Regions from separate parts of the Sus scrofa genome. Here all the other regions are linked to region 1. Evidence: chromatin contacts called from public Hi-C and HiChIP or PLAC-seq data. All regions are on one chromosome and are shown on one strand. Each heading gives the region's core, a stretch centred on a gene start, on an enhancer-like site or on the middle of the called end of the contact. The rest is flanking DNA. Distances are from core to core; before and after follow the strand shown. Region 1 holds the start of GAB2 (GRB2-associated-binding protein 2). Region 2 holds the start of ALG8 (probable dolichyl pyrophosphate Glc1Man9GlcNAc2 alpha-1,3-glucosyltransferase). Region 3 holds the start of USP35 (ubiquitin carboxyl-terminal hydrolase 35). Region 4 holds the start of NDUFC2 (NADH dehydrogenase (ubiquinone) 1, subcomplex unknown, 2, 14.5kDa).

Evidence for each region. A called contact is a pair of places that touch in the nucleus more often than the background predicts. HiChIP or PLAC-seq counts read pairs in DNA pulled down with a chosen protein or histone mark.
Region 2: an H3K27ac HiChIP or PLAC-seq map of alveolar macrophages shows a contact between it and region 1. The contact joins the promoter of ALG8 here to the promoter of GAB2 in region 1. A contact is called at or near these places in 1 of 47 Hi-C or Micro-C datasets (heart right ventricle) and 1 of 2 datasets of contacts at active chromatin or transcription factors (alveolar macrophages).
Region 3: a contact with region 1 is called in a Hi-C map of liver, with 4 times the contacts expected there. The contact joins the promoter of USP35 here to the promoter of GAB2 in region 1. A contact is called at or near these places in 6 of 47 Hi-C or Micro-C datasets (fetal heart ventricle, heart right ventricle, liver and 2 more) and 2 of 2 datasets of contacts at active chromatin or transcription factors (alveolar macrophages and skeletal muscle).
Region 4: an H3K27ac HiChIP or PLAC-seq map of alveolar macrophages shows a contact between it and region 1. The contact joins the promoter of NDUFC2 here to the promoter of GAB2 in region 1. A contact is called at or near these places in 1 of 5 promoter capture datasets (fetal liver) and 2 of 2 datasets of contacts at active chromatin or transcription factors (alveolar macrophages and skeletal muscle).

Annotation. Positions count from the first base shown.
Region 1 is chr9:12,849,309-12,856,854 of Sscrofa11.1, reverse strand. It overlaps GAB2 (GRB2-associated-binding protein 2), which reads left to right and starts at 5,432. Exons shown (of 11, transcript XR_002335549.1): 1 at 5,432-5,676.
Region 2 is chr9:12,530,956-12,537,421 of Sscrofa11.1, reverse strand. ALG8 (probable dolichyl pyrophosphate Glc1Man9GlcNAc2 alpha-1,3-glucosyltransferase) reads left to right here and starts at 5,110. Exons shown (of 12, transcript XM_013979181.2): 1 at 5,110-5,261. The coding sequence starts at 5,112. It also overlaps the pseudogene LOC110255555.
Region 3 is chr9:12,583,090-12,589,670 of Sscrofa11.1, reverse strand. USP35 (ubiquitin carboxyl-terminal hydrolase 35) reads right to left here and starts at 3,643. Exons shown (of 13, transcript XM_013979184.2): 1 at 3,382-3,643. It overlaps KCTD21 (BTB/POZ domain-containing protein KCTD21), which reads left to right and starts at 3,814. Exons shown (of 2, transcript XM_021062565.1): 1 at 3,814-3,978.
Region 4 is chr9:12,490,802-12,497,565 of Sscrofa11.1, reverse strand. It overlaps NDUFC2 (NADH dehydrogenase (ubiquinone) 1, subcomplex unknown, 2, 14.5kDa), which reads left to right and starts at 5,059. Exons shown (of 3, transcript NM_001244743.1): 1 at 5,059-5,348. The coding sequence starts at 5,174.

The sequences.
Region 1 (7,546 bases), core at 4,183-6,682:
AGTGGAAGCAACTGAAATGTCCATCCGCTGATGAAGGGGTAAATAAAATGTGGTGTGTGGATCTGATGGAGTATTTTTCATCCGTAGAGAGGAATGAGAGAGAACGGACACACGCTGCAGCATGGATGAACCTTGAAAACTTCTTGCAAATTATTGTGATTCTGGTTATATGAAATATCCAGAATTGGCCAACCCACAGAGACAGAAAGTAAATTAGTGGCTGCCAGGGAATGGGGTTGGGAGACTGAGGAGTGACTGCTAATGGACATGGGCTTTCTCTTTGGGGTGGTGAAAATGTTTTGAAATCAGATAGCAAAAGTAGTTGCACAACTCAGTGGGTATACTAAAAACCACTGAATTGTACCCTTTAAAAGGGTGACTTTCTGGTATGTGAATTTAATAATGCCATATAAACTTACAATTAAATGTTATCTTAAAGACAAAGAATAAATAACCAAAACTCCGTTACTACTTAGCTTAATTATGTCTATTACATCTTTTAGGATGGAAATACTAAAGGTGTATTACTTATGCATCTCTCTCTATTTTTTTTTTTTTTGCTTTTGCTTTTTAGGGCCACACCTGAGGCATATGGAGGTTTCCAGGCGAGGGGTCAAATCAGAGCTACAGCTGCCAGCAATACCAGATCCGAGCAGCGTCTGTGACCTACACCACATCATGCGGCAGCGCCGGATCCTTAACCCACAGGAGTGGGGCCAGGGATTGAACCTATGTCCTTATGGATACCAGGCAGGTTCGTTTCCACTGAGCCACAATGGGAACTCCCAGTCATGCATCTCTTAACTGTATTCAAAGACGTGAAGTTGTGGGGGGTTTTGTATTTGCTCCCCCCACACACAAAAAAAAAACCTGTCACATCCTACAAGTCAATGCTACTGCCACCACCACCAGAGAGCCAGATTTTAACCAGCACATCACTGGCCGTACGGCTCAGACAGTCATCTTATGTAACTCTGGTGGAATGAGAGAGTTAGATAATCTCCTGTGGCCTTTGGATCCCAGCAAAACAAAGCCTAGCAACTGCAGAGCCACTATGTGTGCACTCAGTGGAGAAGAAATAGTATTTCTAGTCAGCTGAAACCCACTTTGTGTCAGGGAACGTTATTCTTCCAGCCTCGCTAGAAATGTGTGTGGTACGAGAAGTTAAATGATTGAAACCTATAGGCTGTCAAAGCAAAGCCAGTTATCAGGTAAACCACAAACGATTTTAACTCTTAATCCCAGCGAGGAGGCTATCTGAGGCAGCTGTATGAGAGTGTCAGGGTTTGGACACCAAAGGTTGACGAATGAAACTTCATAGAATTACGTCCAGCTGCTCAGCCCTTCTCATCAGGCCATTCCCTATGGGTTTAAACACTTCATCGGCTTAGAGGTTCCATCACAACTACTGTTCACTGGTGTGGATGATCAAAGGGTTCTGGCTGACCCAGGCGTCCATCGCTCCCTCTTGGCATCCTTGAAGAGTTGGCTTTCTTTGTTCTCACAACAAACATTTCCTGAGCATCGTTTTGTGCCTGGCACCATGCTGGGAGGCTCGGGGAGTACAAAATGAGGATGACACAGTCCTGCCGGCAAGGATCCGACAGTTCCTTGAAAAACACTCGCGGTACAGTGCGTTCACCTAATTTATATAGGTGCAAGGTGAGTCTAAGGAAAGAATGAGCGACTGTGTTGGGGCTTGGGGCTGGTGCGTTTTAGGGAAAGGGGTCTTGATGTATGTGCAAGACCGAAATCAAGGCCAGCGTTCTCTTAGAAAGAAAAGGGTCATCATGCAAAGGAGGCTTTGGACTCCTAAGACACTTTCCCAGGGACCCTGGTGGTCTTTGTTCTTGGGAGAATATGATAACCGATTTTGCAGCATGATCTGTGACTACAGTGATGTCGCCACCCCCACCATTGTCAGCAGAATTATCTCAAGAGCCTAGCTGCCCCCAAACAAATAGCACAAGTTACAACGGAGAAACTGGGGAGCACTTGCTCAAACCTTTCTTTTTAAGGAAGTTTATTTCCAAAATGTCTCCCACTGGGCGTAGTATCAGGCAACCCCAGAGTGTTAGGAGCCTGAGACAGGGAGGAAACCCAATTAGGTCTCCAGCCACAGCCCGAGCCCACTTCCAGATCTCCATCCCATCCAGATGCCAAAAGTTGATTAGGTCCAAGTAATTTGATGGAGGGAATCAAATGGGCTAAAAGCACCCAGGGATTAAAAAGGCATCCTCGATGCCTGAGAGACAAGTGTCCTGAAAGTCACCAGCCGAGGTGGCCCAGCTGGTCATACTGACCTTGGTAAGCAGCACTCAGCTCTGAAATGAACCTGTCAACTCAATTGAAAGGGAGAAAAGGCAGAAGGGCTAGGACACAAACATCCATCCCCACCCCCAGTCTGATCACTGACGTCAGGCTTGGTGTGGGCGGTATTAATCACTCAGCCTGGTGTTCAGTTGAGGACAGCTCTCCTTGCAGCGCTTCCAACTCATTCCTGGGAGCGTTCCACCAGCCATGCACCTGCCACCAGCCACAAACCCTCAACTCCCAGACAGGCACGCAGGCAGGCTGCCGCTGACGACCCTCTAAGCCACAGGGCGGGCTCTGTGGGGGGAGGGGCAGGGCAAACCGTGGTGCCCAGGCTTTCCTCCCAGGTGTGCATTTCTCTAGTTTTGCAGTGCTCCCCCCGAAGAAACCCTCATACAACGGGCCATTTCCTGGGGATTTAACGAGAATGTAGAATTAATGGCCCAAAGAGCTCCTAGCATCCGGTCATTAATTCCCTCAGGAAATACCAGTGGTCTTTAATCAAAATTGCCTAAATTAGAGACTAGTGATGCATGTCCTTTGGGAGGGAGGGGAGAAAGCTGTCGTCCCAACTGGTTCCGATAGATGGCGCCGATCTTCGCATAAATAAATCACTCAATTTGTGTTCCATTTTTCCCCAGTGAAAATCAGGGAGCATTATTTAAAACAACAACAACAACAACAACAACCAGGGAATGGAGAGGACTTAGTAAAGGTCCAGACAGGAACGTTCTGTCCAAAGGCTGTTTCCAGGCCTTGCACGAACCTCAGTCTCAGAAGACTGAGCCACAGGGAGGTGCAGCCAGGGACCTCAGCAGCATTCCCCCCTCCCTTGTACAGTCTGTGCTGGCCGCTTAGTACTGGAAAAGGTTGGGAGATGGGGAGAGCACCAAGAAGAGCCGCTTCTTGGAGGGGTATGTTCAGAGAAGACTTCTGAAGCTGATACTATGTAACTGTACTATTTCAAGTCCCCTCCTGTCATTGGCCTGAAAACATCAAATTTCTGTTTCCACATGGAATTGTAAATAACAACATGGGGGGGGGGACTTTGCTAGACAAAATAAGACCCTAAAGAATTTCTGGCAGCAGTGCAGCCCCACTCCCAACTAACCGTTGCTGAATAGTCCCCCAGTCTATCTGGAATCATCTAACTATTAAAAGATACGTAATAGAAGACTGCATTTCTAGGGAAAAATAGGGCCTGTGTATGCCTGACTTGCGTCACACACCTCGGCTGTGAACAAACCATGCAGATTTCTCAGACTCCGCAATCCCTGAGACTTGGCATCATGACTCAGATGTGAATGAAGTCAGAAGATTGCTTTATTTTTGTTGGGAGTCACCGCCTCCTGATTGATTTGGCAGGCTTTGAGTATTTTGATATTTGTCTCACAGGGTTTTAAGGTACTTAAAGCCAGAGGTTAAAATGGCTACAATTCTGGTGGTAGTCCTTGTATGAGGCTTAAGGATCCCTCAGTTGGAAGGCTAAGGAGCTCTGATCCCAGCTGTAGCCTGATTGTTCTGGATTTACATGCAATCCAGCAGCACACTGGATAGTGAAGAAAGTGAAATATTAGGTCCAGAGTTGCTGATCTCCAAACCCCCCCAGAGTGCTTAGAAGAGTTAAGCATTCGATAAAGAATTAGCTTTTACAAACTGACAGGGTTGAGCTTTCCCCAACCCACCCAAGGTCTATAAATCAGAAGGATGTCCAACTACTTGAAAACAATAGCTTTGCTGCCCGGAGATAGAGAAATGATCAAAGTGGCCTTCAATTTGTCATGGGGAGTGCAAGATGCTGCTGGTTCTACTCATCTGCCTGCAGCGCTTCCCTATTGATGTAGTGGGTTACTACCCACTTTTCAAAGAAGTTGGGGGAGGACCTACCTTTTAATTTTTTGTGTTTTATTAAAGTATAGTTGATTTTCAATGTTGTGTCAGTTTCTGCTGTACAGCAAAGTGACTCAGTCGTACATATATGTCATTCTTTTTGAGGACCTACCTTTTAATGCTGCTTGTAAAGACATTTTCTGACTTGAAAAGAGCCCCTACCAAAGGTTTCTGGGGTTTTGGCTTTGTTTTTTTCCCCTCTCCTCTCCACCTGAAGTGCTGGGTTTGTCAGGTGTGTGCGTCCACGTGTTCGATCTTAGTTAAATAAACCTCACTGCAACGCAGTAAGAGAGGTAGCTGTGTCATATGCGCTCCAGAGAGTTCTCATAACCTGTGTCAATGAGTTGAAGGTCCGGGGAATTTTGACCCCAATTTCACCTTGCCTTACAATTCACTATGAAATAGAACATTGACTCACTTTGGCTTCCTTGACTCTGCAAATCCCTAGAATTTTCTATTGAATTGCTTTTTCCCAGAGGCAAGGGGGGAGCCAGCTGGACTTTCTTGGTAATAAGAGGACCCCAAGTTCATCTGCAGACGTTAAACAATTCTACCACCTTAAATAGCAGAAGAGCAGGACCCCCCCCACCTGCCCCCGCCCCCAGAATTAGAAACCGGACTGCACTGCACCGGCTTGGGGACCTTAGGCTGTCTGTGAAATGGGAATAACACCGCCCAAGTTGTAGATCTCTGACAGTCATCTAAGCAAGGATTATCAAAGGGCCCAGCACCCAGTAGTTTCCGTCTTTCCTTCGCCCATCAAGGGGGCGAGAGAGTTAATGGAACTCTTGCTGGGAAGCGCATCACTAATTTCAGCCAGAACCTGACCCACTGAAACCTGAAACTCAGGGAAGGATAGGAAGCGGGAGCAGCCCTTGGGTCTCTTCCCGACGACCCTCTGTGAAAAATCGATTCGCGATCGAGGCCGCGCAGTCCCTTCCCATCGCCCCACCTCCATTCCCACCAGGGGCGCGGCCGCCGCCCCCGCTGCCCCCTCGAGGCTTCAGGGCGGGGGGAGAAAAAAGCCAGACCCGGGGGGGTGCGGCCGGCCTCCTCGCGAGCCTCGGGCCTCTGGGAACCGAAGACGCCAGGCGCTGTTTGCGTCTTTGAAGACAGCCCGCCCGGGGGCGCGGCGGGCTGTGGGCGTGGCGAGCGCGCCGCCCTTCCTGCCGGGGCCCCCGCCGCGGCCCCGCCGGGAGAGCGCGCCGGCGCGCGCGGGGAGAGCGGGAGCGCGCAGGCGGCCGGGCCCGCGCCGCGCCGCTCGTCCTCGCCCCGCGGCCGCCGGCTGCCCCGGCCCTCCCTCCCCCGCGAGCTGCGCACCGCCGGCCGACTGACCCAGCCGCCCGCGCCCGCGCCCTTGTCCGTCGACCCCGCGGCGGGCTCCAGGCGGCCGGCAGCATGAGCGGCGGCGGCGACGTGGTGTGCACGGGCTGGCTGAGGAAATCGCCCCCCGAGAAGAAGTTGAGGCGCTATGTGAGTGCGGGCGAGAGCGGGTGCGGCCGCCGAGGGCGCGGGCGGGGGGCGCCCTGCGGCCTGCGGGAGGGCTGCGGGCTCCGGGGGGCCGGCGCCGGCGGGGAGGGCGGGCCTCGGGGCGGCTCGGGGCTGTGCGGGGTACCTGCACACCTGTCACAGGTGCGCCGCCGAGGGGCGGGGCGGGCGGCCGGCCAGGTTGAGGCTGCGGCTCCCTCTCCGCGGGGCGGGCGCGGCGGCGGCGCCTCCCTAGCCAGCCTCCCTGCAAACTAAAGGCACTATTGAAGTTTGTATTGATTGTTTTCGGAGCCGGAAAGAGTTGATTCCCGGGGCCGGGGGACCGTAGTAACCCCGAGCGGCTTCAGCCCGCGGGCTTGGGGGAGCGAGTAGGAAAGGGGGGCGTAGGCTACGGGGCCCCGCCGCCTGGCCCCACAAAGGGCGAGGCGCCTCACACCCTTTCCCCCTTGCCTTTCTCTGCCCGCCCCTCCCGGTGGCCGCCTGCTTCCTTCCAGTCCACAGCCTCTGCATCACGGGCAGCGTCAGCGGCATGTGCAGCCCTTGTATTAAGTGACTCATTTGTTTGTCCCCCTTCTTTCCCTTTATTCTGTCTGTCTCTCACATGGATCCCCCCGTTCCTCCCCTCCCCAACCACCCCACGATAGTGACACTGCAGTTTGGTCGGCTACAACTGGCCCGGGTTTTGTGTTGTGCGGTCCTCGGCGTCTGGGGTCGGGAGAGATCAAGGTTCTCAGTTGCCAGGTGGTGCTAAGCGACGTGTTTACTGAAATTGCTGGGGCAGCCTCTCCCTTCTCGGTGAGAGGCTGGCAGTATCGTGGGGAAGGTGGTACAGCCCGGTGGGAGCGGTGAGGAGGTCTGGCTTTTTTTTCCCCTTCCACCTGAAGATGTCCTGCTTGGTGGGGTCAGAGTACGAGATGGGGCCAGTCCCTGAGATTTGGCTGAAATCAGTCCTGGGCTGTTCGCCTGAGTCTGGAAACGCAAGCAAGGTAGCTAAAAGGTGTCCCAGTTTGCCACCCTCTCCTCGTCCCTTCCTTTGATATGTCCTTGTTAAACCGACTCGTGGTGCCGGGCTCTCTGGGATCATTCCCACAGCCTGGAAGTGAGCTGTTGCCTTCCAGCTGCAGTGCATCAGGGGAGCTCGGAATAGACCCTGCCCTCTGTCAGCTGCACCAGTGGCTTTCCATGAGGGGAGAGGCAGAAGCTTACCAGAGTTTCCTGTCTTGGCTCCCCAGATCAGAACCGAGGGACTTCTGGCCTCTGGATTGAGGAAGTGACATTCTGTTTTTCAAAGGAAGTGTTGTTGTTGGGGAGAGCGAGCCAGTGTGTATGTAAATGAAATCAGGCTCTTATTTAGATCGTTTGCTGGGGGGAAAACCTAAGGATTTAGCGCATGACATTTGAAAGTAGACATAGATTTTAAATATAGTAGGGGTGAGACAATGAGGTGTTCATCTTGGTTTTAAAGCTCATTTTCAGAGATGTCTGTGTAGCCAAAGAACTCTGATTACTAAGAAACTTCTCTGGAGGGTTCTATGGGTTCATTCGGAAAAGTGAATCTTTCTATTGGGAGGTTAAGGAAGAGTAATTTGCTATTAGTATTTTTACGAATATAAAACCAAACCAAAATCCTTTGGCCCCAAAGAGCTTCTGAAAACCATCAGTTAAAGTGTCATACCATCCTGGCCAGTGGAATAAAGCATCCAATAAAAATATGTTCTTAGTTGTTAAATTAGAACCCCATCCTAAACAACCTTGAAACTTCGTTTCTGAAACAGTTTGCCACTGTATCTACATTGACTGAGGACTGCTTCAGCTCAATCACCTAGACTCTTTATGGTCCACTTCATGGGTATTT
Region 2 (6,466 bases), core at 3,861-6,360, 320 kb after region 1:
CAGTTCTTGCTCCTACTCACCAAACCCGAACACAGGACCTGCACATCCTGAGGGAAACATAAGGGGAAAAGACTGCTGATGAGGAGGACGACTAGACATAAAAACAGAGGACTCTCCCCAAAGAGGCGTCTTCCCACCTAGATGCAGTCCTGTTTGTGACAGCCCAAGGATGTGGCTGAGACACACGTGGTATTTCTAGAATGTTCCCCTTTGAGAGCTAGAGTCCTAATGCCCTCTGCTTGAGGGTGAGCTGGACGTCACACATCGCTTCTCACAAACAGAAGGAAGCAGAAGTGACTGGGTCGTAAAAGGCATTGTGACTTGCTCCTGCCAGCTTGGATCACTCACTCTGGAAGCCAGCAGCTGCCATGTCCTGATGACACTCACGCAGCCCAAGGAAAGGCCCACATGATGAGGACCTGCTGGCCCTGGAAGTGGACCAGTGGACCTGCTCCAGTGGACCTTTCAGTTGACTACAGCCCCTGATGTCATCCTGACCGCAGCCTCATGAGAGACTCTGGCCACCCAGCTAAGGTCTTGAATTCCTGACCACAGGAACTATGAGACAATAAATGTTTCTTGTTTTAGGCCACTAAGTTTCGGGTGATTTGTTTTGCAGCAATAGAGAACTAATACAGTATCTAAATGCTATACCATTCATTTTTATTTTTAAACTTGGGATTTGACTATTTCTTTCTGACTTTACCCTCCAAGTGATACAATGAATACGCATCCTGAGGTATAAAAATGTATCAGTTACTGGATTAATCATCATCTTTGGTTCGGGTTCCAAGGAATATAAAAGTTAAAAATAAAAACAGAAGTTCCTGTCGTGGCACAGTGGAAACGAATCCGACTAGGAACCATGAGGTTGTAGGTTCAATCCCTGGCCTTGCTCAGTGGGTTAAGGATCCTTAACCCGGCTCAGTGGGTTAAGGATCCGGCTGTGTAGGCTGCAGACGTGGCTCAGATCTGGCGTTGCTGTGGCTCTGGCATAGGCTTGCGGCTACAGCTCCGATTAGATCCCTAGCCTGGGAACCTACATATGCCGTGGGAACAGCCCTAGAAAAGGCAAAAAGACAAAAAGTAAAATTAAATTAAATGTTAAAAAATAAAATAAAAATAAAAACAAATCTCTAGGTACTTAGAACTAGAGAGACAGAGCTGCTGTGGTCTGCAAAACAATCAAACTCTGAGCACCTAAGCAAAATCTCTGCACCCTCCCTTTGAGACAGAAGCTAGGTATAGTGGTCAGAAGAGCTTCCAGTCACCAGCAAGGTACCAGAACCAAGAGCAGAATGGACTAACTCCTTAGAAAAGGGAGGCCAGGTCATGTAATTTATGAAAAACTTCTTCACCCAATTGTGTATTCTTCTTTCTGGTCAGATTTTCTAACCTGAAGACTCTATATAACTGACACTGACCCTTTTATGCAATTTCTCCCCAGGTTCCAAATCTCATCCTGGGTGGTATGCTGTGGGGAAAAAAGCAAGGTCTCAGGGGTAGGAGAGATCAGGGTTGGACTCCTGTTGCAGGCATTCACACCACTCAGCAACTTTCGAGTGCATACGGGGTGCAAGTTCTGCCACTACAACTGTGACTAAAAACAGACAAGGTCCCTGTCCTCGGGAAATGAATACCTAATGAGGGAATTAGATAATCACACAAATAAATGTAAAATTGCACTCAGCTGACAGGTGCATAAGGGGAGGTCAGGGAAGGTTTCTCTGGGAAAGTGGTGCTCGATCTGAGAGCTAAAGGACGGAGAGGTAACTGGGATGGAGTCACTTACGCTAAGCTCCACATCACCAAACGTATACGTTGTTATAGTTCTGTCCTCCCGGAAATGGAATCTGAAGCCAGAAAATCAGGAAGCATTAGCTGAGTAACCTGCCTGAAAAACCCCTCCTATCCCCTACAGGGCAAGTAAACTTGCAATAACCAGTCTGCTTTTTGGCCTAGAATAACATCTTTGTTCCTGCTCCCCTCTGCCTATAAAAGTCGTCGTCTTCTTTTTTTGTTTGTTTGTCACACCCACAGCATGTGAAAGTTCCTGGGCCAGGGATTGAACCTGCACCACAGCAGTGACCATGCCAGATCCTTAACCACTAGACCACCATGGAACACCTAAGTCTTATTTTTTTGTACTGCTCTTCAGAGTTCCTTTTTATCTGCTACATTGGAAGCTGCTTGAGTCATAAATTGTTGCGGAAACCGCAAAAACCGTGGCAACGGAAGGAGACAAACAGCACTCGGAGATATGGAAAAGCAAGGTTTATTCAGCACCGGTGCGGGCTCAGAGGAGTCACCTCCAGAGTCTGAGCACCAGGTCTTTGTTCTCAGTAACTTTTATACACTACAAGGTCTTGATTTTCCCATGTAAGCATCCCGGACCTCCCCCATCCCCAAGCAGACAGTGTTCCTCCCTAAGAAACTGAGCCAGCAAGGTTACAGAAGCAGAACTGATAAGCAATGCTGGGTACCTGATTAGCAGGGCTGCTGGCTTGGATAGAGGGCACACAGTTGTTACATTATTACAAGAAGGGTGGCATAGTGATGAGCACAGCTGGAAAGGCTTGTAGCTGCCTTCTTAGCCAAGGGGGGTTGTTCTTTAGTTAAAACTCCATTTCAAAATCACTGAATAAAGCCAATCAGATCTTTTAAGATTCACCCAGTTAAATTTTTTTTTTTAACCAGGAAGAAGGAAGAACATCTCAAATAGAGGGAAAGAATATGTAAAGGTGCAGTGACAGGAGGTAACATGGCATGTAGCTGAAGCTGAAAGCGAGTCAAGCTAAAGTGAAGAATACGGGGGGTATGAAGAGTAGATGAACGGAGAGGATCAATGAAGTCAAACTGACAGGACTTGGCAATAGCCATTAGAAACAGTTTAGGAGGCAGAAGCAGACGATCTGACCAACACTGGCTCAAACACATAAAGACGGTGTATGTGTGTTTCCCCAAATAACAAGAAATTCCCAAAGATATAAGAATTCTGAGAGTTCCCGTCAGAAATGAGTCCAACTAGGAACCACGAGGTTGCGGGTTCAATCCCTGGCCTCGCTCAGTGGGTTAAGGATCTGGCGTTTCTGTGAGTGCGCTGTTCGTCACAGACATGGTTCAGATCCTGCGTTGCTGTGGCTGTGGTATAGGCCAGCAGCTGTAGCCCAGATTCGACCCCTAGCCTGGGAACCTCCACCTGCCGCAGGTGTGGCCCTAAAAAGCAAAAAAAAAAAAAAAAAAAAAAAAAAAAAAGAAAGAAAGAATTCTGGGAGTAGGAGGGATTTGTTCAGCAGCTCAGTGATGTCAAGGCTAGCATGATGTGCCTTTTCCTCACAGCCGAGTCCAGCTCCATGCCTCATGACCAAGTCCAAGGCAGGAAGAATGAAAAAAGGGGCCACTGTCTCTTTCATCAGGAAAGGAAAGCCTTTCCCAGAAACCCTCCCCTCAGCAGACTCCTGCTTTAAGTCCTACTAGACAGAACTGTGTCATTAAGGCATACCTAGCTGCCAGTTAAGATCAACTATTTAACTTTTCTAGACTCTTTAGAGGAAACAGAAAAGGGAGAAGGGGATTGGGAGTGAGTATTGAGTTAGTAAATTCACAGTGAGTTTTCAAGTATGGGCCAGAGGAGCTGAACAGCTTAAATGGTCGGTGCTATTTCCTGAATGGATACTACTGAAAGTTCATAAATTCAGTTTTGGACATTCTGAGTTTGAGGTGTGTGGTACACTGAACAACAGCCTCCAAAGGTATTTGTGTCCTAAACCCTGGAACCTGTGAATATTACCTTCTATGGCAAAAAGGACTTTGCAGATGTGATTAAGTTAAATATTCGGAGATGGGGAGATTATCTTGGATTATCCAGGTGGGCTCTAGATGCACTCACAGGTCTCCTTATAAGAGGGAAGCAAGGGAGATTTGATTCTAGAAAAGTAACAGATGTGACAACAGAAGCAAGAGGTTATTTAGAGTGATGCCAGGAAAGGGCCAAAGAATGCAGTCCACTTCTAACAGCGGAAAAGGAAAAGAGATTCTCCCCTCAGAACCTCCAGAAGGAACCAACTGTTAGCCTGGTGAGATGATTTTAGACTTCTGCTCTCCAGAACTGTAAGAGAATACACTTGTGTTGTTTTAAACTTGTGCTTTTAGATTGTGGTAATTTGTTACAGCAGCCTAGGGAACTAATGCAAAGTGCCTTTAAAACATCTAAGAGAGGGTGAGTGGGCAGCTAGATACAAGGGTCTGGAGGTGACAGGGCTTGGGCTCGAGATATAAATTTGAGTGTCACATTCACGTGGGTGACATCTGAAGTTGTAAGCAGGCCTAAACCCCCAAGAGGAGAGGGACAGTGTCTCCCACCTGCTGTTCATCGTTCAGCAAGGTTTTAACTTCTCTGAAGCATGTACTGAACATTTATTCGGTCCTGACATCGTATCAAGCAATTTACAAGCATCTTCATTTAATCCTCACAACCACTCTCTGAAGCAGACCCCAGTTCTATTTCCTACTTACAAAAAGGAAAACTAGGGGAATGCGAATTTTAAAAAGATCCCCAAGTGACCTGCACACGAAGTGTGAGAAGCGCTGCCTCCACAGTGGGTTCCCCCAGGCAGGTGGTGCAACAGAGCCTATCTCCGAGTTCTAGAAGCGCACAGTTTTCACCTCTATCTCTGCTCGCGCCACTCTCCACCTGGAGCTAATACTCCGGTTCAGGGGGCCATGCTAGGCGCCTCTAGTATTCTCAGGTACTTTTTACCTACTGTTACTCCGGGATTACAATTCTGACCCCTCCGTTAGTACCCGAAAGTCTCTAGAAAATACAGTTTTCTCCCACCGAGGTACCCCAACAACAAGCAAAAGCGACGCCCAGGGAAAACGCCAAGAAACTTTCCGAACCAAAAAAAAAGCGGCACGTGAAACTTAACTTGTCGCCGTAGAAACCGCGCAGACTCAGGGAAGACCTCTCCGGCGGGAAGGAGGCGGGGCGGTGAGAGGACCGAGGGCGGGAGGTTTAAACGCCTCAGCTCCCGCCTCCCGCGGGCGGAGCGGCTGAGCGGCTGGGCGCATGCGCGCGGCGCCAGGCTGCCGCCTCCCAGCGCTGTCCCCGCATGCGCGGCAGCAGGGGGCGTGTCAAGTTGATTGAAAGCGAATGGCGCCGTAGCAATGGCGGCGCTCAGAAGTGCGACTGGTGGTGGCAATTGGTTTTCGGCTTTGGCGCTCGGGGTGACACTGCTCAAGTGCCTTCTCATCCCCACCTAGTAAGGGACCCGCACGGCCAGGGGCTGGGCGGGGAGGCCCCGCGGTCGGTCAGGGCGGGAGAAAGGAGCGTGGATGCCCCTGGGTGAGGGGAGGAAAAGGAACTTGAAGTTGTGTAGTCGCTGCTCTGCCTTTGCTATGCTTCCCCCTCCGCCCTTTGATTATTATTTCACCAGAGCACTAGATCGTAGCCCTGGATGGCTGGAGTCAGGGCTGGCACTGTCTAATGTTTCCGGGTTCCAAGGTCCTCATCTTTAATATGCAGATGAACAACTCCGGCCTCCCGCTTTCATTCATCCAGTACCGTATTCATCAGCTACCTCCTCTGCTAGGCACTGTTCTGAGACTTGGAGAGACATTTGAGAAAGGCGTATCCGGTCCTTACCCTCGGTGTAGTTGGTGGGGACGTTAGACAAACAGGAGTTTCAGAACGAGATGAGGTCTGTGAAAGACGTAGAGTGACTACTGGGCAACGCTTTACTCGCCTCTTTTAGGAGGTGATGTTTGAGTTGAACTCCAAAGGATGAAACAGCATCAGCTATGAGAAGAGCAGTTCAGGTTGAGGAAAGAGTAAGCGTAAACGCCCTGTAATGGGAAGGAACTCAGAGCATTCTAGGAACAGAAAGTGACCATTGTGGGTGAACAGCAGTTAAGGGAGAAGAAGAGTTGCATAGGATGAGGTAGCCAGTGGCCAAGACACACAAGGTTAGACCGCTGTGTGACAGTGGATGCAGAACCAAGACTGAAGGCATGGAAACCCATTAGGAAACAACCACCAAGTGGTAATGTGTATGCAGTGGGGACTCGGTATTTATTAATGTTATTCATATTGTCTTCCGGAGTTCCCGGCTGCGGCTGAATCTGACTAGTATTCATGAGGATGTGGGTTCGATTTCTGGCCTCGCTCACTGGGTTGGGGATCCAGCGTTGCTGTGAGCTGTGGTGTAGGTTGCAGCCGGCTCAGATCCCACGTGACTGTGGTGTAGGCAGGCAGCTGCACCTCCGATTTGACCCCTAGTCTGGGAACTTCCATATGCCGCGGGTGCAGCCCTAAAAAGCAAAAAAACAACAACAAAAAACAAGCTTCCACCTTCTGTTTATCCTAATTCTTCTCCCTTGACTTTTCCCCTTATTCCTTTTCTCCCTTACCTATGGGTCTCCCAACTCCCCTTCCCAGTTTAAAGTTTAGTATCCTTTGGTTCAAGTT
Region 3 (6,581 bases), core at 2,394-4,893, 270 kb after region 1:
TGAGGCCAGCCCTGCAGCCTCTGGGCAGTCTGTGTGGCCTGACCACTCTGGCAAGCCGTGCCTACCCACCCCCACTCCCATGCAGGCAGTCTGAGGTCAGCTGTCACCATGGTCACCAACCATGGGACTCAGTAAGATCTTGGATGCATTCATGCAAAAGGTTTTTTAGAGGACTGGATCTCACCTGACCCATCCCCGGCCACAGAAGGGACACCGAACAATGGCTTCTCTCCCCATGGCACGGATGGGGAAGCTGGGGGTCAACAAGGGAGAGAGACACGGCCTTGGCCCTCAGCCTTTCTGGGGGAGGAGAAAGCAGACTGCCTTGGGGGAGGGTGGATTACTCCTCCTTCTAGGCTCTGGAGGAGGATATGGCCTGTCCATGCTGGCTCTGACCCAAGAGACAGCTGCCCCACGCCAAATGCAGCAGCAAACAGCAGCCATGTCCTCCCTCAGAAGAACCTGCATTGAAGCAGAAGACCCAATGGGATGGAAATCCTGTGACATTGGATTGCTGTGATCATTATATAACTACAGATATGATCAATTCATTTGAGTAATAATAATAAAAAAAAAGCAGAAGACCCAGGTTCTCTGGTGACCCAGGTTGACCAGGTGACCTTGGATGAGTCTCTGCCAGGACTCCTCAGCCTGCTCACCTGGAAAATGGGAACCATTCTGAGCCTACCAGTAAGTGGTTGAGACAAGACATAAAAAAAATAAGGGCTAGATAACAGATAAAACTAAGTAAGAGTCTATTCTTGGGACATGTGGCACTAAGAGGCAAAACAAACACTGTCAGGGAACGAGACAAGGAGACACATACTCCTGATCTACTCGATTCTACAAGGAATTTCACCCATTATCCCTTGCTGCCAATTCAGCATTTCCACTCTCTCCCTGAGCTCCAGCCCCACCCAAGATCAGTTCCTCTCTACCTCTTGCCTGGACTAGTGCAGTAGCCTCTTAACCAATCTCCTCTTTCCCTTCCTCAATCCATCTTCCACTAGAGGCACATGTTCTGCAGGAGCACAGAGTCCAGGCTTCGAATCTAGTCCAGCTACTACCCCCCACCATGTCCACAGCCATCAAGGCTGGTGCTTTTCCACTCTCAGGGCCTCTGATCCTCAGAACGGGAAATGACCACCTTAGCCTTTCCCAGCCGGGGTGGCCGCTCCTGCTCACGTCATTGGCTTGTATCTCTCACTGCTGACATGACAGCCTGGGAGTGCCAGCAATACCCAGCCCACTCCAGGGCACACAGCAAACACACAAGAAAATCATGAGCCCTCCCTGGAAGGCCCAGATCCCTTTATCTGTCCCTCTGTCAATTGTGTACTGACAAGTCTCTGTTCCTGCACAGTAGAGCCCGACTAATCTTCAATCTCCATCACCCTCAAAGCACCGTGTGTATGTGTGTGTGTGTGTGTGTGTGTTTACAACTCCAGTGCCCTGCCTTACCCCCCCACACCCATCCCCTGGCCAGGCACCAGCTCATCCTATCCCCTGCCTGGTCTCTCCAACCCACCCCGCAAATATCATCAGGTTAACCTCAGACAGTAAACTCCATCTGGCCATGCCCCTCCTCAGGACCCTCAAGGCTCCCCAGCCCCTGCAGGATAAAGTCCAAACTCCCGAGCCTGACATTCAAGTCCTTTCTGTGACATTAAGCTAATGTGGGGCAGGGTTGGAGATAAACTTGACAAACTCCATTTGGCAGTGAATCTATAGGAATTTGGGCAGTGGGCTTTTTCCTGCTTGATGCCTTTGGGGACGCCTTCTCTGTGGGAAATGGCTTCTCCCTTTTCTCTCCTGATAAATTCTGACTCATCCTTCAATGCCCAGGTCACATGCCCCCTCCTCTGGGAAGCCTTTCCAAATCCCTCTGCAACTCAAGTCTCTGGGCTCTGGTCTCCCAAGGTCCTCTTCACTTCTCTCATCCCTTGGCAGCATAACCAGATTGACTCTATGTCCATCTCCTCCACCAGGACAGGCTCTCCTTTGGTAGGAAGTAGGCCCAATCCCCTATCTATGCCCACTGCCCAGCACAAGACCAGGCACAGAGAGGAAGTAGTGCCGAGTAACAGAGAGATATGTGACAGCAAGATAAGATAAAACTAAGCATATGATCAGAAAAGCATCTTCCAAGGACCTGCCTAACCCTTGGTCCCGTCAGTGCCCCCTCAACCGCCCAGGTCTGGTCTTGCCTTTCTATAACCCTGAGAGTCTCAAACATCAACCAAGAAAGCCCCTACACAGGTCACTGGACAGGCCTGAGGGAGGAGTTACCCATTCGAGAAATGGCACAAACAACCAAAGCTGAAGAAAAAAGACAACAAAAAACAAAACAAAACAACCAGTTCCTGGTTAACCCTCAGGTCAAAAGCTCACAGGATTTCAGGGGACAGGGCAGGGGGCTTCAAGTTCTCGCTCGACCTCTCCATACCCCAGAGCACAGCAGCCCCTCCAAACCCCAGCGTTGAGGAGCCCATTCCCTTTCCTCCCCGAGGCTCACACCCAGGCTCCCTCCTCTCACTCCCATGGGTGCCAGAGCCCCCTTGGGTCGGGGTGAAGGGACCAGGCTGTCCCTTTCCCTGGGCCCCCAGGTCTCTGGATAGCAGCATCTCTCTCTGTATTTTCTAACTGAACCTCTAGCCAAGGCAGGCCCTGGGAAGGATCCTCTTGCCCTACTACCCGGAGGCCCTGAGATAAAAAGGGGTGGGGGGCTCACTAGTGAAAAAGTAACTGGTCTTTTACCGAAAGAGAACAGAGGAGAGAGAAGGGAAGAAGGTGGGAGCACATACTCCCTCTGGGGGCCTCCCCTCACATACCTCTGATGGCCGCATCCCCACCCCCACCCCAGGCTTTCTGGAAGAGCGAGCACCGGTTTGACAACCAGGGTCTTCTGTTCGCGAGGGTTATTATAGGGGGCTGCACCGGAGCGGAGGATGCTGAGAATAGCAGAAACCCATTCTAAGTGGAGGCGGCCTCTTGGATCCCCCAGTTTGTACCCCAGCTCGGCCCCACCCCTTCCTCCAGTTACACCAGTGCACTAGCTTCTAGCCCAGGCTGGGGCTGCGGACCCCCTGAAAGGCGGGAGTAGCTTCAAGATACCGGGCGCGGGTACCCTCAGCCCTGAGAGGGGCGGGGGCGAGGGCAGGATCACCTATATGCACAATAGATAAAGAACGAGCTTGAAGCCCAGAGAGGGGCAGCCACTTGCCCAAGGTCACACAGCCAGGCCCAGGATGCACCCAGATCTCCCACCTCCCAGCACCCTACTAGGAATTCAAGAGCCCTAGGCGCGTATCCCGGCTCTTGAACCATTAGGGTGCAGACACTCCCTCCCCCCAACCCGCAAACATGCCTGAGCCCACTTACCTCTGGGACCCCAGTGGTCCCTGCCTCAGAGCCGGCTCCCGGGCGGGGCGCTCAGGCCAGGCTGGACCAGCCTGGGCCAGGCTAGGTCAGGGCGGGTCCTTTGCTTCCCCCGGAGTGGGGACGCCCTCTGCCAGGTTCCAGCTGGCAAAGATGCTGCTTCCACTGCAAAGCCCAGCCTCTCCACCCAGCTCTGCACAAGCCAGTCCCACGGCAGCTCGACTCAACCGCGCGGCCGCGGGGCTGCAAGGCTGCGGGGCGAAGTGGGGGGAGGGGCGAGGTGCGGGAAACGGGGCGGAGCCGGAGCGGGGACCACCCCGCGAACCGCCACTCAAGCCGCGTCCCCTTTAAGGCCAGCCGGCCTGAGCGCTGGCGGGGGCGGGGCGGGAGCTGGACGCCTAACTGCAATGTTTCCTGGGAGATGGAGTTCACTCTTGCGTGGCGGAACCGCAAAAGAGCCCATGGAGAACTACAAGTTCCGGATCGCAGCGCGCGGGTCCAGGGGCCGACACGCCCCTGGGCTGGGCTCCAGCCCTCCACCCTCCTCGCAAAGCTGCGCTGGCCGCCCGCGGAGGGGAGGTTGCAGAGCGAGGGCAGGAGGTGGGTGCGGCGTGGTCGGAGGTTCGGGGCGCAGGGATAGCCGGTGAGGGGACGCGGGCCCACCTGGGCACTTGTCCTACCATGAGAGGTCATCTAGCTTACCCTGGCCTCGCCATTCTCATCTGTCCAATGGGAATAGCAACACCTGTGACTGCGCGGGGGGAGGGGGGAGCGTTTTTGGGAAAGAGGGGGCGGAGCTGGTGGAAGGGGCCTGGATGGATGGATGGATAGATGATGTTAGGAAAAGCCCGGATCGAGAGGGCTAAGACTGTGGGAGGAGCATAGTGGGTGGGGCAAGGAGGGGCGGAGTGTCTAGGTAAGTAGGGGAACTTGCGCGAGACGGGAGAAAGGGGCTGCGGAGCTGGGGAGTGGGTGTTGAGAAAGCGACGAGGCCAGTGTGGGTTGGATTGGGTGGAGTGGGCCGAAGAGCATTGGGAGGGAGGGGCGGGGATGTAAAGATGAAAAGGATCCCTCCCAGCTCTTGTCAGCAGCGCTGAAACGGTTTGGGCAAGAGGGTGCCCAAATGGGTAAATGCCTGTGGATGCACGGAAAACCTTCTTTACCCATGACTAGAAATAAAAAGCTCATTCATCCCTTGTACTCAGTGCGTCACACTTACGATCTCATTCAGTTCACACCCTGTAAAGGTGTCACCATACCTGTTTACAGATGAGGAACATGCTCAGAGAAGTGAACTTGCCCCAAACCACCCAAGACTCCTTACTCCAAAGACCTTTTTTTCACTGCAGTGCAGCGAGGTAGGGGTTTAATCTGTAGTGAAAGCCAAGGAACAGACAGAAGTGTCAGCATCCTGCCCTCAGCAAGCTGTGTAACAGGACTGGCTTCCTCAGCCTTTCAGAATACCAACCTGGAAGGCAACCCTCCTGTGGTTATTGTGAAGGTGAGATGAGATGGATTTGAAAATCATTTGTTTATAAATTATTATTGTGAGGAGCAGGAAGAGCATAAGGAAGAGAGTGTTTGAAATGAGGTTCTTGTGCTTGAGGAAAACCCCAAGATGAAGCCTGAGAGTGAGGCAAGAGGATGAAGGAAAATTCTGGAAGAGAATGGGGAATGGTGACGAATGGGAGTCTACCCCAGAAGAGGGAGTACTTTGCTGTGCAAGCCAGGTCAAGTGGCTTCTCTGCTCCAGCCCACTTTTGCCTGCTGGACAACTCCTCAAGGAGGAGCCTGGGAAGCACCTTTTCTCTCTGGGGTGTAGGGGTAATAGAGCAGCTTGTGAGCTTCTTATATGAACTGGGCAAAAAAGGCTAAAAACTGTTGGCTAGAGAGGGAGGCCAGCAAGGAGAGGTGAAGGACAGTGCCCCCCACATAGTTCCCAGGACTGAGAGCCAGTCTTAATCCTGGTGGGCTGAGTAAGGCGGGAAGGTTGGTCCAGTTTATTGGGAGATGAATTTCTCACTCTGAGCATTGTCACTTATTTACTTCCAGGTAGTTACCTGAACCTTGCCCTGTGCCTCAGATTCCAAACTGAAAATCCAGGAGACTGTTTCAAAATTAAAAGTTTTAAAAATTCAGGAGAGGGTGATACACCTCCCTATTAGTAGATGACAGTTTGGCACTAGGAAAATGGATCTGACTGTATGGGGAAGAAATTTCTTCTCATTCCCTTACTCTGCCTGCTTCTGACGATACAGATGGGAGATCCCAGCCCTAACGAGGTGTCCACTACCCATCTACTTAAGGAAAGTGAGCCTTGTTAAGGGGTGAGAATAAAATGCTCTGGGGGTGCAGAGAAGAAAGGAAGGGCTTGCAGCTGAGGGGCCTGGCAGATGAATGGGATTTTCCTCAGCGCAGCCAGAGGGATGGCAGAGGGCAAACTGCAGAGATAGGAGAGGGTCTGGTGTGGTTGGTCTGTAAAGTAGGGGTCATAGCACTACTTCATCCAGGAGATTAACAGGCGTAAAGTGCCCAGCACAATAGTAACTGCTCAATAAATGTCAGCCTTTATTATTCCTGCTTTTGTTGTCGTTATGATTGCCATCATTTGCCCAAGAACAGGCCTAGGGCCACACAGCTAATAAAGCGTCCGAGCCCCAGTCAAGTACAGGCCGAGGGGAGGCCAGAGCCCATCCATGCACTTTCCTCTCCCCCATAAAGCCCCACCAGTTCTTTCTGCCCATGTACCTCTGGGAGACCCAGAAGTGGCCCCTCTCTGTGACCATTCTTGGTGAGCCACGGAAGCAGCTTCTTTGCTCCCATAGTAGCAGAGGCTCTGGGTTCAAGACCTGAACAGCCTTTTCCCAGCCTGGATCCTGGCATGAAGACAGGCAGGCCTAGTTGTGGTTTCTGCAGGTGGTAGGTCTTTGTAGAAAGATTACTTGGTGTTAAATTCTAACCCTCCCACCAACTGTGGGCTATTTTAGTTTAGCCCGGGTTGGCTTCCTCATCTTCCAAAGCACTGAGACATCAGGAGAAGAGGCTTATGAGATGTTAATGCTTCGTAGTAGTAGTAATAACATCTAATATTTATGGAATCTGGCTCTTTATTGGGGCCGGCACTTTGACTGGTACTTTACATTTATGGTCCCAGGAGGGAAGTGTTCTTTTCTTTCCCCTTCCTTCCAAATAAAAATAGGTTT
Region 4 (6,764 bases), core at 3,810-6,309, 360 kb after region 1:
TGAGCTGTGGTGTAGGTCACATCCAGACTCTGCTCAGATCCCGCGTGGCTGTGGCTGTGGCTGGCAGCTGTAGCTAACTAAAAAAAAAAAAAAAAAAAAAAAAAAAAAAAAAAAAAAAAAAAAAAAAAAAAATAAAAAAAAAAAATTGACCCGTCCAGTGAGCTGCTGGCTGAGGTGGGCGGCCGCGTGGGGGGGGGGGGGGGGGGGTGGTGGCTGTGGCTGGCGTGGTAGCTCGATTGACCCTAGCCTGGGAACCTCCATGTGCCGCGGGAGCAGCCCAAGAAAGAGCAAAAAAAAAAAGAAAAGAAAAAAGAAACCCATTCTTTTCCTGCTATTTAACATATGCAGTGTACCTTTTTTTTTTTTTTTTTTTTTTTTTTGTCTTCCTAGGGCCATACCTGAGGCATGTGGAAGTTCCCAGGCTAGGGTCAAATCAGAGCTGTAGCTGCTGCCTACACCACAGCAACTCGGGATCCGATCAGTGTCTACAACCTATACCACAGCTCATGGCAAAACCGGATTCCCCACCACTGAGTGAGCCCAGGGATCAAACCCATGTCTTCATGGATACTAGTCTGATTCATAACTGGGGAGCCATGATGGGAACGCTGCAGTGTACCAAAATTTAACAAGAGGAAGGAGAAGAAAAGTGTAAAGAACCTGTCATTCTTGTTTTGTTTTGTTTGTCTTTCTAGGACCATACCCGAGGCATATGGATGCTCCAAGTCTAGGGGTCGAATCGGAGCTATACCCGCTGGCCTCCCCGGAGCCATGGCAATGTGGGATCTGAGCCTTGTCTGCGATCTACACCACAGCTCACATCAACGCCGATCCTTAACCCGCTGAGTGAGACCAGGGATCGAACCTGCGTCCGCATGGCTGCTAGTCAGATTCGTTTCCACTGCGCCACTAAAGGAACTCCGAACCTGGTATTCTTGATCATTGTATCTTTCCCCGGGTAGAGGATAGAGCCAGTATTGGGAGGGAACCATGGAAGAGGTGTTCTTTCTAGCCCGCCACTGCTAGAGTTTTCCTTGTTAGTGACTTCCACCCACAAACCATTCTTTGTGAAGGAAGCACTTGAGTATTAGAGACAATTGGCCCCTAGGTATAGTCCCTGCAGCTTCTGTTTGCAAAAAAAATAGTAAATAACTATTGACCCTTCTATTCCCTTTTTAGTGCTCCAAAGAAATGGGCTACTGTGCTAATGGCAATTGAGATTAGAACAACTTTATAAACCTCAAAAACCTGAATCAATATAGTCATTGGTTTCTATTGGCTATATTGAGCATACCCATTTTGTAGAAAAGTTAATAAATATACTAATATTTTTTCAGTCTCAGGATTATCAACTGCAAGAAAAACAATGTAAGGGTTTCAGTTTTATTCAGGGAGCTTACTGAAGAAGCTAGCCTAAGAAAGAACCTCTTGGTAGCTCTGAGGGAACAGATCTGAAAAGGGAGAGGGAGAAGCATGTGTATGATATTTTGGCTTGGGAATACGTAGTCAAGTTTACATCTTGGTAAAGGATGACTGCTAGTCCCTAAGGAGTGACATCTCAAGTTAATGACTTTGGTGCTTTTCTGTGTATGGGAAGATGCAAGAATCTGGGTTCATGAACATTCTTCATAAAATATACCTCTAAGCGTAAGGGGCTGGTCTGACATCCTGTTAATCGCCTTTATTTCCTCTGTCTGGAGCACAGAGTGTACTGTCGGTCAGCAACTGCAGCACGTTAATCCTTGCAGAATGCGTCAATGAGCAGTGGTTTCTGTTCCTCTTTGTTTCAGAAATAAAACCAATGAACAATAATGAAAAAGACAGGACCCAGGAGTCCCCGCTATGGTGCCGTGGGTTAAGGCTCCAGCTTTGCCACCGTTGCGGCATAGATCGTGACTGCGGCTCAGATTCCGTTCCTGGCCTGGGAACTTGCATATGTCACAAGTGTGGCTGCAGAAGAAAGAAAAGAAAAAAAAAAAAACAAAAAGACGGGACCCATAATATACCTATGTACAGAATCCTAGACTCCTAGAGGCTCTCAGAAGAGCACAGAGAGCAGATTTATTTTTTACGGTTTTCCTGAATGAAGGCAGTGGGGAGTTATTCACCACCTCAGAAAGCAGCCCCTCTCTGGGCAGCTGTCTTTTAGGGCATTTAATGGTGAATTAATATTTTTCTTCCTCTCATTTTACCAGTTAGTTTGCAGAGCAATATATAATGAGCTTCTATTCCCATGTATGAGAGCCTTTCAAGTGATACACAAAGAAGCAGTCCCACATTGCGACCCTCTCTGTTGAGAGCCTCCTCTATGCCAAGTAGGATGCTAGACGCGACCTTTTCTAATCCTTCCTAAAACTTTGAAAGGCAAATTCATTATTGCTTCAGAAAATATTCACTGAATTCTGTTGAGCATTATGCACTGTGCTAGATGCTAGAGATCAAAAAAAGAACAAGAAAGACATATTCCTGCAAGAATTTTTTTTTTTTTTCTTTTTGGGGCTGCACCCTCGGCATAGGGAAGTTCCCAGGCTAGGGGTCGAATCAGAGCTACATCTATCGACCTACACCACAGCCATAGAAACTCGGGATCCAAGTTTTGTCGGTGACCTACACCACAGCTCACAGCAACACTGAATCCCCAAACCACTGAGCAAGGCCAGGGATCGAACCTGCATCCTCATGGATACTAGTCAGATTCAGTTCCACTGTGCCACAACGGGAAATGTACTGCACTTGAGAATTTATATTCTAGGAGTTCCCTTCATGGCCCAGTGGTTAACGAACCCAACTAGTATCCATGAGGATGCAGGTTCGACCCCTGGACTCTCTTAGTGGGATAAGGATCTGGTGTTGCTATGAGCTGTGGTGTAGGTGGCAGATGTGGCTGGGATCCTGAGTTGCTGTGGCTGTGGTGTTGGCCAGCAGCTGTAGCTCTGATTCGACCCTTAGCCTGGGAACATATATATGCTGTGGATACAGCCCTAAAAAGAAAAAGAAAGAAAAAAAGAAAAGAATTTATATTCTCTCGGCTAGTGATTTGTAAGAGCCAAGAAGTAGAGTAGTTGAAGTGGGAGAAGTAGGCAGGGCCCAAGTCATGCAGGGTCTTTTAGGCCATTGTAAAGAATTGAACTTTATTTTATGTCAAGTAGAGGAAAACAGTGTTTTCTTAGTTATATTTTCATGTACATGGAGAAAGATTCAGAAAGTCCCCAGCCACCCAACTCCTCTACCAAGAGGCACCCATTGCTATCAATATCTTGTGTATCTTTCCAGAGACAGCAGAGGTATTCTGTCCACACACAAATATCTCTATACACACAAATTATACCTACTGTTACATTCTTACTTCTTTTCTTAGTATATTTTGAAGTTCGTTCTATTATCAGTACACATAGAAGTGACTAACAAAGGCTTAATCTCCAGAATACACACACAGTTCATACAACTCAACAATAAAACAGCCCAATCAAAAAATGGACAAGAGTTCCCATCATGGCTCAGCGGAAATGAATCTGACTAGTATCCATGAGGATGCAGGTTCAATCCCTGGCCTCGCTCAGTGGGTTAAGGATCCAGTGTTGCCATGAGCTGTGGTGTAGGTTGCAGACACGGCTCAGATCTGGCATGGCTGTGGCATAGGCCAGCAGCTATCGCTCCAATATGACCTGTAGCCTGGGAACCTCCATATGGCGGGGGTGCAGCCCTAAAAAGACAGACAGAAAGAAAGAAAAATGAACAGAAGGTGCACGCTTCAGCAGCAGAAATACTAAAAAAATGTGTAAACCTCACTGGAATATTTGTGTTTGCCTAGTGGTTCATCTAGTGCTGGAAAATTTGCATAATCCTGAAATAGATTTTTGGTGGTTTTCATTCTTTTGATATAATTTTAAAAGAAACATTTAGTTAAAAAAAAAAAAAAAGACTGCAGGGATCTCTCTTGTGGTACAGTGGGTTAGGAATCCCAGTCACCCCTGTGGCCCAGATTCAGCCCCTGGCCTGGAAACTTCCATATGCTGCAGGCATGCCAAAAAAAAAGATTGCACAATAAAACTTTTTGTATATTATACTAGTATTTACGCAAGAGAGCTCCTCAGACATGTAATTACTGGGTCAAAAAGCGAATTTTGACCTCTGGAACATTTGCTGCCTTCCAGAAAACTGTTCCAATATACATTCCTTTAGAAAACCCTAACTTGAAATATACACAGATCTAGAAGTGCTTTTTGTAGGCATAAAAGACCCATCTTTTATTAATTGATATATTCTTCCACTTTGAAGGTCAATACCTGATGCATATAACTTTGCATGAACCTCTGGTTTAACGAATATTTCTCTAGATAAAATGTTGATCCCGCTAAAGAATAGACAAGAAAAGACATTTTAGCTCCTTGTTAGGAAACGCTGTCTAGACAGAGAGCTATTCAGAGATCTGAGTGCTTCAGTATTGGAGGCGGGCTAGTGGAGACTGGACAATTACTTGACAGATTGTTATGGATTCCTTCTTTTTTTTTTTTTTTTTTCACTCCTCAAACCTTTAGGAAATAGCTCGTCTCCCAGCCACGGGCAAGGACCTGAAGACCCAGGCTAAATTTCGATTTTGGCTACATGACCCAGTCTTGACTTCTGTGAATTCTTTATGGCTGACTGGACGTTAATTTTAGATTTTGAAAGGTGTGTCTGTGCGAATGAACGATGGGAAACCCAAAAAGTGAAAACTAGCTTTTATAAAAATGTAATTAATTACGTTTCTTAAAACTAACCATCAAACGCATTTGTTAATGTCATATGCAAAAATAAATTCTTGCTGAAGGAACATTCGGGGAAGGAGAGGCAATTGCGATTGGGAGGTTGAGAGAGAGAGAGAGAAAAGGGGTGTGGGGGGGGCTCGTTTTGCTTGGCATCTCGACCCCAGGAACCAAGCCTCCAAAACTCCACCAGTGGAGTCAGCGCCGGGAGTCAGGCGAACAGTGTGGGCCACTTAGTAGCCCGGAACCTCGCTTCCGCGGCTCCGGTAGCAGCGCGCACGGGGAAGCGTTTGGGCGCCGCACCGCCCTGCGCGATGCCCTTCAGCCCCGCGCTCGGAGGAGAAGGCTTGTGGCTTGGGCTCCTGCAGTGGTCGTGGTGCTTTTCTTTGTAGTTGGCGGCCTGAAACCAGGCCTCAAGTGGGAACGGCATGACCATGATGAGCGGACGGCCGGGCCGAGTGCCCTTACAGTTCCTTCCGAATGAGGCCCGGAGCCTGCCGCCGCCCAAGCTAACCGACCCGCGGCTCGTCTACATGGGCTTCTTGGGCTACTGCTCCGGCCTGATTGATAACGCGATCCGGCGGAGGCCAGTGGTGTCGGCCGGTGAGGGCTGCGCGGGCTGGATCGGATGGGAGGAGTGGGGGTCGCGGGGCTCAGGGCCGGCTCCACCTCAGGCTGCGCGAGGTGCCTTCGCTTTTCAGGGCCTTTCGCCTAAAAGGCCCCGCCTCGCCTTCCTGAGGTTTGCGTGCCCGCTCAGCTCCTCAGCATCGGGCCCGACTAGAGCGTCATTGCACTTCAGGTCCAACCGAGGGTGCAATGCAAACCACGACCTCACAGTGAGTCTGTAAGGACCAGGTGTGAACTCCCTGCTCCCCTCTCTGCGCTGTGGGGTGTGCAAAAATGGGTGATCAGTCTGTGCAGTGCACTACTAACACTGCGTGCATTATAGCATTTAGTCTTCCAACACCTTGGGGGAGGGGGGATTATCCACAGTGGGGAAACAGAGCCTGAGAGGGGTTAAAGCAGCTTGCCCAAGGTCATGTGGCGCGTTCTGTTTTCAAACCTCAGAGTCTCTATTCAGAACCAACACTTCTCAGATTTAGTGTGCATACTGATAACTTGGGGGTCTTGTTCAAATGCGGATTCAGATTCCTTAGATCTGGCGACAGTTTTGATGTTCACATTCTCTCAGATGCTGCTGGTCTGGAGACCTCACATAGAGTAGGAGGCTCTAAACCACTGGGTTGTATTTCCTATAGGTCAGTGGCCACCTGCCAGAGATCAACACTGGTAGTAGGTAACACAGTAGCTGTACTAAGGGCTGCAGAAGAGAAAAGAGGGAAACTGTAGAAGGTGTCTTTGAACTCAGCTTTGATATTTATTTTGACAGATACTTAGAGCCTTCCAGGCCCATGAGAGGCCAGTGGGAGTGAATGAGGGGAAGATGAGTGAGTAGGGTGATAAGGCAACAAAGATTTAGGTAGATCATGGCAGTTTGTTCTCTAGGCATACAGGAACCTTACATGCTTTTGAGAGCTGTGAGGGAAAGTGCAGGCATCAGACATGTGTTTTAAAAGGTCAGCTTGGGAGTTCCCGTTGTGATGCAGCGGAAATGAATCTGACTAGTATCCATGAAGATGCGGATTTGATTCCTCTCAGTGGGCCAGGGATCTGGCATTGCTGTGAGCTGTGGGGGTAGGTCACAGACTTGGCTCAGATCCCAAGTTGCTGTGGCTGTGGCTCCAGCTCCAATTCGACCCCTAGCATGGGAACTTCCATATGCCACAGGTGCACCCCTAAAAAAAAAGCATAAATAAAAGGTCAGCTTTGTCAGGAACTGATTGGAGTCAAAGGAGCCCATTTAGGAAGAAAGCTTATACAGTGGTTCAAGCAACCAGGAATCACCCCGCTTTTGCCTCTTTTGCCTTCCAGCTGTCTGTAAGCCCACCATATCAGCATTTCTGGTGCTCACATAGACTTGAAATTCCATCTGTGCTGGATGTATCACCACTCCATACT